Linked DNA regions of Mus musculus: region 1 is linked to region 2. A link is a contact called in public Hi-C data. All regions are on one chromosome and are shown on one strand. Each heading gives the region's core, a stretch centred on a gene start, on an enhancer-like site or on the middle of the called end of the contact. The rest is flanking DNA. Distances are from core to core; before and after follow the strand shown. Region 1 overlaps Bahcc1 (BAH domain and coiled-coil containing 1). Region 2 overlaps Baiap2 (brain-specific angiogenesis inhibitor 1-associated protein 2).

Evidence for each region. A called contact is a pair of places that touch in the nucleus more often than the background predicts.
Region 1: a Hi-C map of bone marrow-derived macrophages shows a contact between it and region 2, with 2.3 times the contacts expected there. The contact joins two enhancer-like sites. A contact is called at or near these places in 1 of 39 promoter capture datasets (neural stem cells), 3 of 484 Hi-C or Micro-C datasets (bone marrow-derived macrophages and immediate neuronal precursor) and 1 of 115 datasets of contacts at active chromatin or transcription factors (pancreatic cancer cells).

The regions. Positions count from the first base shown.
Region 1 is chr11:120,259,659-120,263,083 of GRCm38.p6, reverse strand. The region is part of intron 3 of Bahcc1 (BAH domain and coiled-coil containing 1); the gene reads right to left. Among named protein-coding and RNA genes, the nearest start is that of Gm11772, 23 kb to the right of the region's middle. Within about 2 kb of position 1,448, at least 199 of the 459 cell types and tissues checked have an H3K27ac peak or open chromatin away from gene starts, as enhancers often do. A contact at or near this core is called in bone marrow-derived macrophages, neural stem cells and pancreatic cancer cells, where this site is marked.
Region 2 is chr11:119,989,518-119,993,022 of GRCm38.p6, reverse strand. All of the region lies in intron 6 of Baiap2 (brain-specific angiogenesis inhibitor 1-associated protein 2), which reads right to left. Among named protein-coding and RNA genes, the nearest start is that of Mir3065, 23 kb to the left of the region's middle. Within about 2 kb of position 1,587, at least 154 of the 459 cell types and tissues checked have an H3K27ac peak or open chromatin away from gene starts, as enhancers often do. A contact at or near this core is called in bone marrow-derived macrophages, neural stem cells and pancreatic cancer cells, where this site is marked.

The sequences.
Region 1 (3,425 bases), core at 199-2,698, 270 kb before region 2:
ATAAATCTTAAAAAAAAAAAAATTAAAAAAAAGGAGAGATTGCAGGGTGCAATGGCTCATTCCCACAGCGGCAACGAGGAGGCAGAGATCAAGGGATCATTGCAATTTAGAAACCAGATTCGTCTTCATAGCAAGTCCTGAGCCAGCCAGAGTTACATGGCAAGTCTGTTTCAAGAAAACTAAATGGAATAGAAAAAAGAATGGGAGCGACATCCAGGGTCTGAAGAAATAGCGTTAGGGTACGCGCAGCCACTAGGGGGCAGTACCAGGGGATGGAGTCTGATGGGCCACCCATGAGGGTGGATGTGGGATAGGACCTGTCTCCTGGATGGACATGTTCCAGCCCCTGCTTGCTTGCCCCTGTGGTAAGTTTTGGAGCCTCCTAAGGTACTGAGGGAGACAGGCAGCTGGAGAAACGAAGGAGTGTGTGGGGTCTGGAGGAGCAGGGTACACTTGGTGGTGGCTCCTGTCTCACTGGAATGCAGCCAGACATGGATGGAGAAGTGGCCACCAGGGTGGGTGTGGCTTTCACAGAAGCTGGCTAGGCAGGCAGCCAGTGCTGGCACGTGTACCCATGGCTCCCCCTCCAGGTGGCATAAGAGACCACGGACCAGCAGGGCTGAGTCAGCTCCAAGCTCCTGTATCCATCCCCAAGCCCCTAGCAACAGCATCTTCTTTCATTGCCCTGTGGGTGGTCCCAAGCAGGCAGGGGGGCGGATGGGGGGGGCCCTTACTGACAATAGGGCCAGCTGTGCCATGCCACACCCCAGCCCCGTCCACTCAGGCCAGGTTGGCATCTAGCCACTCACCTCTGCCCCAGGCTAGTTCTGCTGTCCACCCTACCCCAAAGCCCTGCTGTCCGTTTCTGGCAAGACACATCATCTTGGGTGAGCTAAGGGGCCAGAAGGCCTGGGGCTCAACAAGCAGATCCTGCTCTGGGCCAGATGTTCCAGGGCGGCTCCTCCAACACTAGGGTGCATCCCTTGAACCCCCAGCTGTTCCAGGCACACAGGAAGCCTGATCCCCCGCTCTACAGCTGCCTTACAGATGGTGAGGAGAGGGTGTTCTGGCTGCCTGAGAGTCCCCGTCAAAGAGTAGGAGAGCACCTACCGCTAACTCCCACATGAAGTTAGCCACTCCCTGTCAGCCCTCTCTGCCTGGCCTACCTGCCCTAGGCTCAAGCAGAAGGCAGCAGCAAGCAAGCTAAGCTGAGAGAGTCCCTGCCTCTCTCCATTCTAGAGGGGGTTTAAGGGAGCAGGAGAAGGCTAAAGCTGGGCCTCCTGGCCTATTGCCCAGGAAGCCCCCATGCTGATGGCCCCCATTCTTTGGCCCTGTCGCGTGCCCCCTGCCTGCCTTGCCCCCCACCCTCCTGTACACACATGGCCGAGAAACAGGCCCCAGCACGTGGAGCCAGCTGGCACCCCGTCAGACTAGCAGCCAGGCACGCTGCCAGGGCAGCCAGCCAGACTGCCACTCGCTCCTACCCCGCCCGCCCTGGCCTCTACCGCACAGAGCAGGCTGCACCATGTGGCCTGTCAGGGAGTAAGGCTGCAGACGTAGAAGACGGGGGAACCCCTGCGGGGAGGAGGGGGGACACCCTAGGGTTGGGAGGAGCTGATGGTGAAGAGGTAACCTGAGGCTCAGGCCTGAGAGGTATGCGCTGTCATATGACTCCAGACAGATGTGGACTTGCCGCCACTCTCGTGGGACTGGGAAGGTTGCAAGTGTGCACTTTCCACTTTGGGACCACTGCTTCTCCACATGCCTGTCTCCAGCCCCCAGTGGGCCCTGTGCTCTGCGGGGTGGAGCCCTGAACATCCTGCCTCTTGTCCTGCATGCACCCGGGATGGCCCTCCCCTACCTGACTCTGGGAACTTTGTCTTGCACCTGCCACAGTGGGTGCCCAGCAGCGGGCAAAGAGACTCCTGCTGCCCTTGGAGCTGGTCTCAGAGACAAAAGCTCTCTCCTTGTGACACAGCCAGGCCTCGAGTCAGGATGGGGGACAGAGCCGAGAACTCTCCGCAGCGCACTGCCTGGATACTGGCTTTCACCAGCCAAGTGGGCATCCTTGGGGCTTGGCCTTGGAAACAGGACCTGCAGAGGCTGGCCCTCAAGTGGGGTCTGAGGTTTGAGGGCGCTTAGGGTGGGTCATAAGCAATTTTACCAGACAACCGTTGACACAAGGGGAAGTAAATGGTTATGGGTGTCACCAGCAGGCCTCCACTCACCCTCTGGAAAGAGTGGCCCAATAGGGAACAGGACTGGACTCTAGGGCAGGTGGTGCCACCCACAAACTGCCCTTCTTGCTGGTGGTGTCTCCTGGGGTAGGATGGACAGGAAGCAGGCATGTGTGCCTACTGAGTAGGAGGTGGACAGACATTCCTGGGCACTGACGGGCCACTGCCGATTATGAGGACAGAAGTCAGGTCAGGTGGCCTGGGTATCCCAGTGCGCCTATGGTCCGTCCAGGGGATGCAGCTCTTCTTGAAAAGCCTCCATTGCCCGTTCTTCCTGCTTGGCCACCCTCATCCCTTCCTGCAAACATCCCGGGAGCCAGATGCTGTGACCAGCTAGGAGATGCCCAGCAGACACAAAAGGCTGGTCGGAGAATAGAGAGCAAGTGTTTCCTGCGGGGCCTGGGGCCACCCACAGCTGGCCAGGGAGTCTCTTACTAGGGCCCAGCTCTGCCGACCCAGTATCCACCCAGGACTCTGCTGAGAAGGCAGAGGTAGAAAGCATCACAGATGGGTCTGGGATGAAGACCCCACTCTGCTGGTTTGGTTCTCAAGACCCGGCTGGCCTACCCTCCACCCAGGAGAGAGCTGCTTCTTATCACCTGCCCAACATGTGTGCTCTGAGCAGAGCCCAAAGACCAGACTACTCGAACAACTGTCCCTCACTTGTCACCTGTCCTGTTTGGAAAACAGCCCCTTCTTGTTGCACAAAGAGAGGTTTCTCAGGCTTCCAGCAGTGCCGGGTGCTAATCTCTCAGCCTAGAACACGGGCGGGCTGTGCACCGTGTGTGGGTCCACTGCGCTCTGTAAACACGACGCCTGAGCGCAGCAGTCATTGAGTTACAGCAGTGCCTGGTGCCAGGAGCGAGAGCTCTATGTGCCCGCTGCCAACTGCAATTACCTCCCGCGTGCCAGCCAGGGAGGGGGGTTAACCCTTCCTGCACCAAGGGGGATGCACAGTCGAAGGAACACAAGTAATGACCAGGCCAGGGATGTTGGGGACCCAGGGCCACCTTCCAAGTTATAAGACCAAAGTGCAAAGCAGACCTCAGACGTCTGGACAAGGTGAGTTGTATTCTGGGAAAAGCCCGGGAGAGGCCTGGAGGTCCCAACAGGGCTCCAGAGACCACTGTTTCATGGTGTCTGAGGGCAACAGGTACCTCGGAGGTGCAGGAGTGCACCAAGTGCAAG
Region 2 (3,505 bases), core at 338-2,837:
CGTAAGAGGGGGGGGGGCTCCTGCAGTACGCTCCCATGCCCTGGCTCTACTGAGGCTCCTGTCACCTACAGTTTCTTTTGCCTCAGAGTCGTAGCTCCAGCAGCTATAGAATGGTCTCAAGAGATACTGACTGAGGAGACCCAGGGAAGCCTGCTGCTGGAGAGAGAGCATGGGCACCCACCACTGAGGATGTGGAGAGCGGAACAGGTGAGCAAGCCTTAGATTGTTTCATGAATATCATATGCAGGTGAAGAGAGGCCTTCATCAAAGACATATGGATCACTATCCCTGGGATAGCATGTGCCTGGTGAGGGGTCTTCACCATAGAGCATGAACTGAAAAATGACCTATCCCTCGCCTTTTCATCTGGGTTATCTGGGTTTCACCTGGGCATCCAATCTGGGTGGCCTTGGGAGCCCCCTCAATCCTCAAGATACTCTGGGCTCAAGAGAGATATGTGGTCAAATGATTCCATAGGATTCTGAGAGCACTGCTTTCCCCAAGCCCCATCTAAAGACGCAATCCCTTTGAAGCCCCTGAGGTCACAGGTACTTCTCTGGCCACCAACAGCGGTCTTGTCCCAACTACTCTTGAGCTTCCTGGGGGAAACATAACCTACCCAGGAAGGTTCTTGTCAAAAAGCCCAGGACCAGTGCAACCTCCAGACCTGACTATCTATTCTGAATGTGCCAAGACAGAGGGGTAGGGGAATTCAGAGAGTCCAGGGATGTCAACTTCACAGGGACCAGGGAGAAGGTGGTATCAGGTGACATTTGGCAGTTGACATTTAGTGGGGATAGTCACAAACTGTAAAGATAAAGGGATTTTGGGGATGGGTGGATGTGCTGACACATACCATGAAGACAGACGTTCCAACTGGAAGTGTATAGCTCAGTGGTAGGCGCCTGCATAGCACAGGAGATGCCCTGGGCTCCACCTCAGCCTGGCACAGAGGTGTGTGCTGCACACCAGCATTCCCAGCACTCCTGAGGGTCTCCTCAGCGATATAGAGAATGAGGCTCACCTAGAATCCCTGAGATCTTGCCATTTTAAAACCAACCAACCTAAGAGAATGCTCCTGCCTCTGTGTTTGTTTCTGTTTGTCACTGCTGAATCCTTATCCACCTGCCTAGAGAACCCACATCCTAGGGACCCCCATACTTGGCTGGGGTGGTCCGTGGCAGTGACTTGTATCAGTTATATGTAGTTTACAATTTGAAAGAAAGCCTCAATCAATAGATAGAAGCCATCCACACCAACAGAAACCACTGGACAGAGCTATGCTATAAGAATGTGTGTGGAACTTGGTTTCATAGCTAAACCTTACTATGATAATCAAACTGCCCAAGTGTCAAGGAAGGGTCTATTTACACCCAGGTATACGCAGACGCCTCTCTAGTGCATCTCTTGCGCCCACCCCTCTTAGGCTGAACTCCCACCAGCCTGGAGCAGCTGTTGCAGAAGCGCTTCCTAAGGCGACTGTCTTCCAGCAGGGGGCAGGCCTGAGCTGCCAGGGTGCTCACAGCTGACTCACAGCCACCTCGGCGGAGCTCTGACTCAGCGTGGGTGGGCGGCTGAGCTGTGGGCGGCAGAGGGGGTTGGAGCAGGCTGTTCCCTTAGCATCTCCCCACACAAGGCTCAGCTGGAGGGACAGAAGAGGGGGAAGCCCAGCTGGGTGGGGGCTGGTCTCCACCGAGGCTATCGGTGCCAACTCTGCCTACCAGCCAGCACCAATCTCTCCAAGGTCAAGGCCTGCCATACTCACACCCTTGCCACCAAACCTACACAGATTGCTGCTTCTGCCCTGCAGCCCCACACTAAACTCCTGCCCTCCCCACTGACAGGACCAGTCTGAGAAGGCCTGAGAATAGGTCTTGGTCCTCTCAAGCGGCAGCAGGGCCCAGCCATAAGGTCTGCCAGGTGGGACTCAAGACAGTTATTGTAACAAGAGAAGTCAAAATAGCAGGTGAGAGTGGTGTTCCAGCCTGACAGTGGGTTCTGCTGCTGTGATGGGGGGGGGCGGGGGGGGCGCGTTCCCTCCTCCCTCTCTGATCCTCTTCTCTCTTCTCTCTCCTCCACAGCGTCAAGTACTTTTCCTTCGGTTATGCAACATGCGCCTACCAGGGCTTCCTGCTCCCTGAACCTCCCCTGCACTCCAGGGTCCTCTGGGAAGTAGGGGGTGGGGCACGAGTCTTGTTGCCCCCACAGGAGCTGTGCTGGGAGGACTCCAGGGAGTCTTGGAGGAGGCTCAGCCTGGGTGTGAGCTCCTTCCCAAGCTTTAGAGAAGAGTGGTGGGATGAGACCAGACATACTCTGGGTCAGGAAGGAGTGGGCTATTCTCCAGGAGAGGAGCACACCTGCCAGTCACCATATAGGGCTTAGCACTGGCCTCTTGGATCCCACTCATTCCATCCCAGGCATCAACTGTCTGGTGCTGGGGCTCTCTGGTCTTCAGGGCTGAACTAGGCTGTGAGTAGAGTTCCTCCTATGACTCCTGTTCCTCTGGCACAGGGATGGACACACGGACACACACACACACACACACACACACACGTACACACACACACGTACGTCTCAGCTTGGTGGCCAGCTAAGGAACAGTCAAGGTTCTGAAGGCTAGGGTGGACCCTTGCGCCACTGCCCTTTCCAGAGACTTCTCAAGGACAACAACAGGCAAAAGGGCTCAGCAGCAGAGTCTTACAAGCAGAGCCGAGGTGCTGTGACAGGAGAGAGAAGGTGCCAGTGATAATCTGCATCATTTCGTTATCTTGGGACTTCAGAAAAGAGGCACCACTTGGAACGGTCACCTAGGACATCAGCATAAACCAGGCCACAAGGCCCCCTGGGTCTCCTTGCCCTGAGAACAGCACCTTCCAAACTGAGGCCTGAAGCCAGCCCACCAGCAGCAGTTTCTGGGTTTGTAGGCTGCGCACTACCTTTACAGAGGCTTTCAGCTCCCTGGGGTACAGGGCACCGGTGTGGGGCCCGGCCTCATTAGCAGGGTCTGACAGCCTGAGTTAGGAGAGCATGGCGTCTTATTTTTAAGATTTCCATTTACTTATGCACCCCCAGGAATAAGTGTAACCTCACAGGTCACACTTCTGCACCTAGGGGTGGTCCATGAAAAGGGGAGGGGACAGAGCATCAGAGCAGTGCACTTAGAAGGACTTTAAAATCCCCAGCTTGAGGGGGGTGCAGCTAGAGCCCTGGACCACATACCAGCCTGGGATGGCATCACCAGCTTCAGCCTGACCTGGGAGAAGGTCCTAAGGCAGCAGGCAGCAGCACAGCGAAGCCTGCCATTGACATGTGGCTGCCACTTCTGTCTAGGAATAACAACCGACTTCCCTGACCTCCTTTTCCAGGCCACCGGCTCCTCTCAGACAGCCCACAATTTTGCCAGGAAGATCCTGGAAATCTGGACCAAGTGAAGTGTCAACATGCAAGGGAGACAGCAGAGGACAGGGGATGGGTGGTGTGAGCCTGCAGGGGTCTAGTCTCCTCA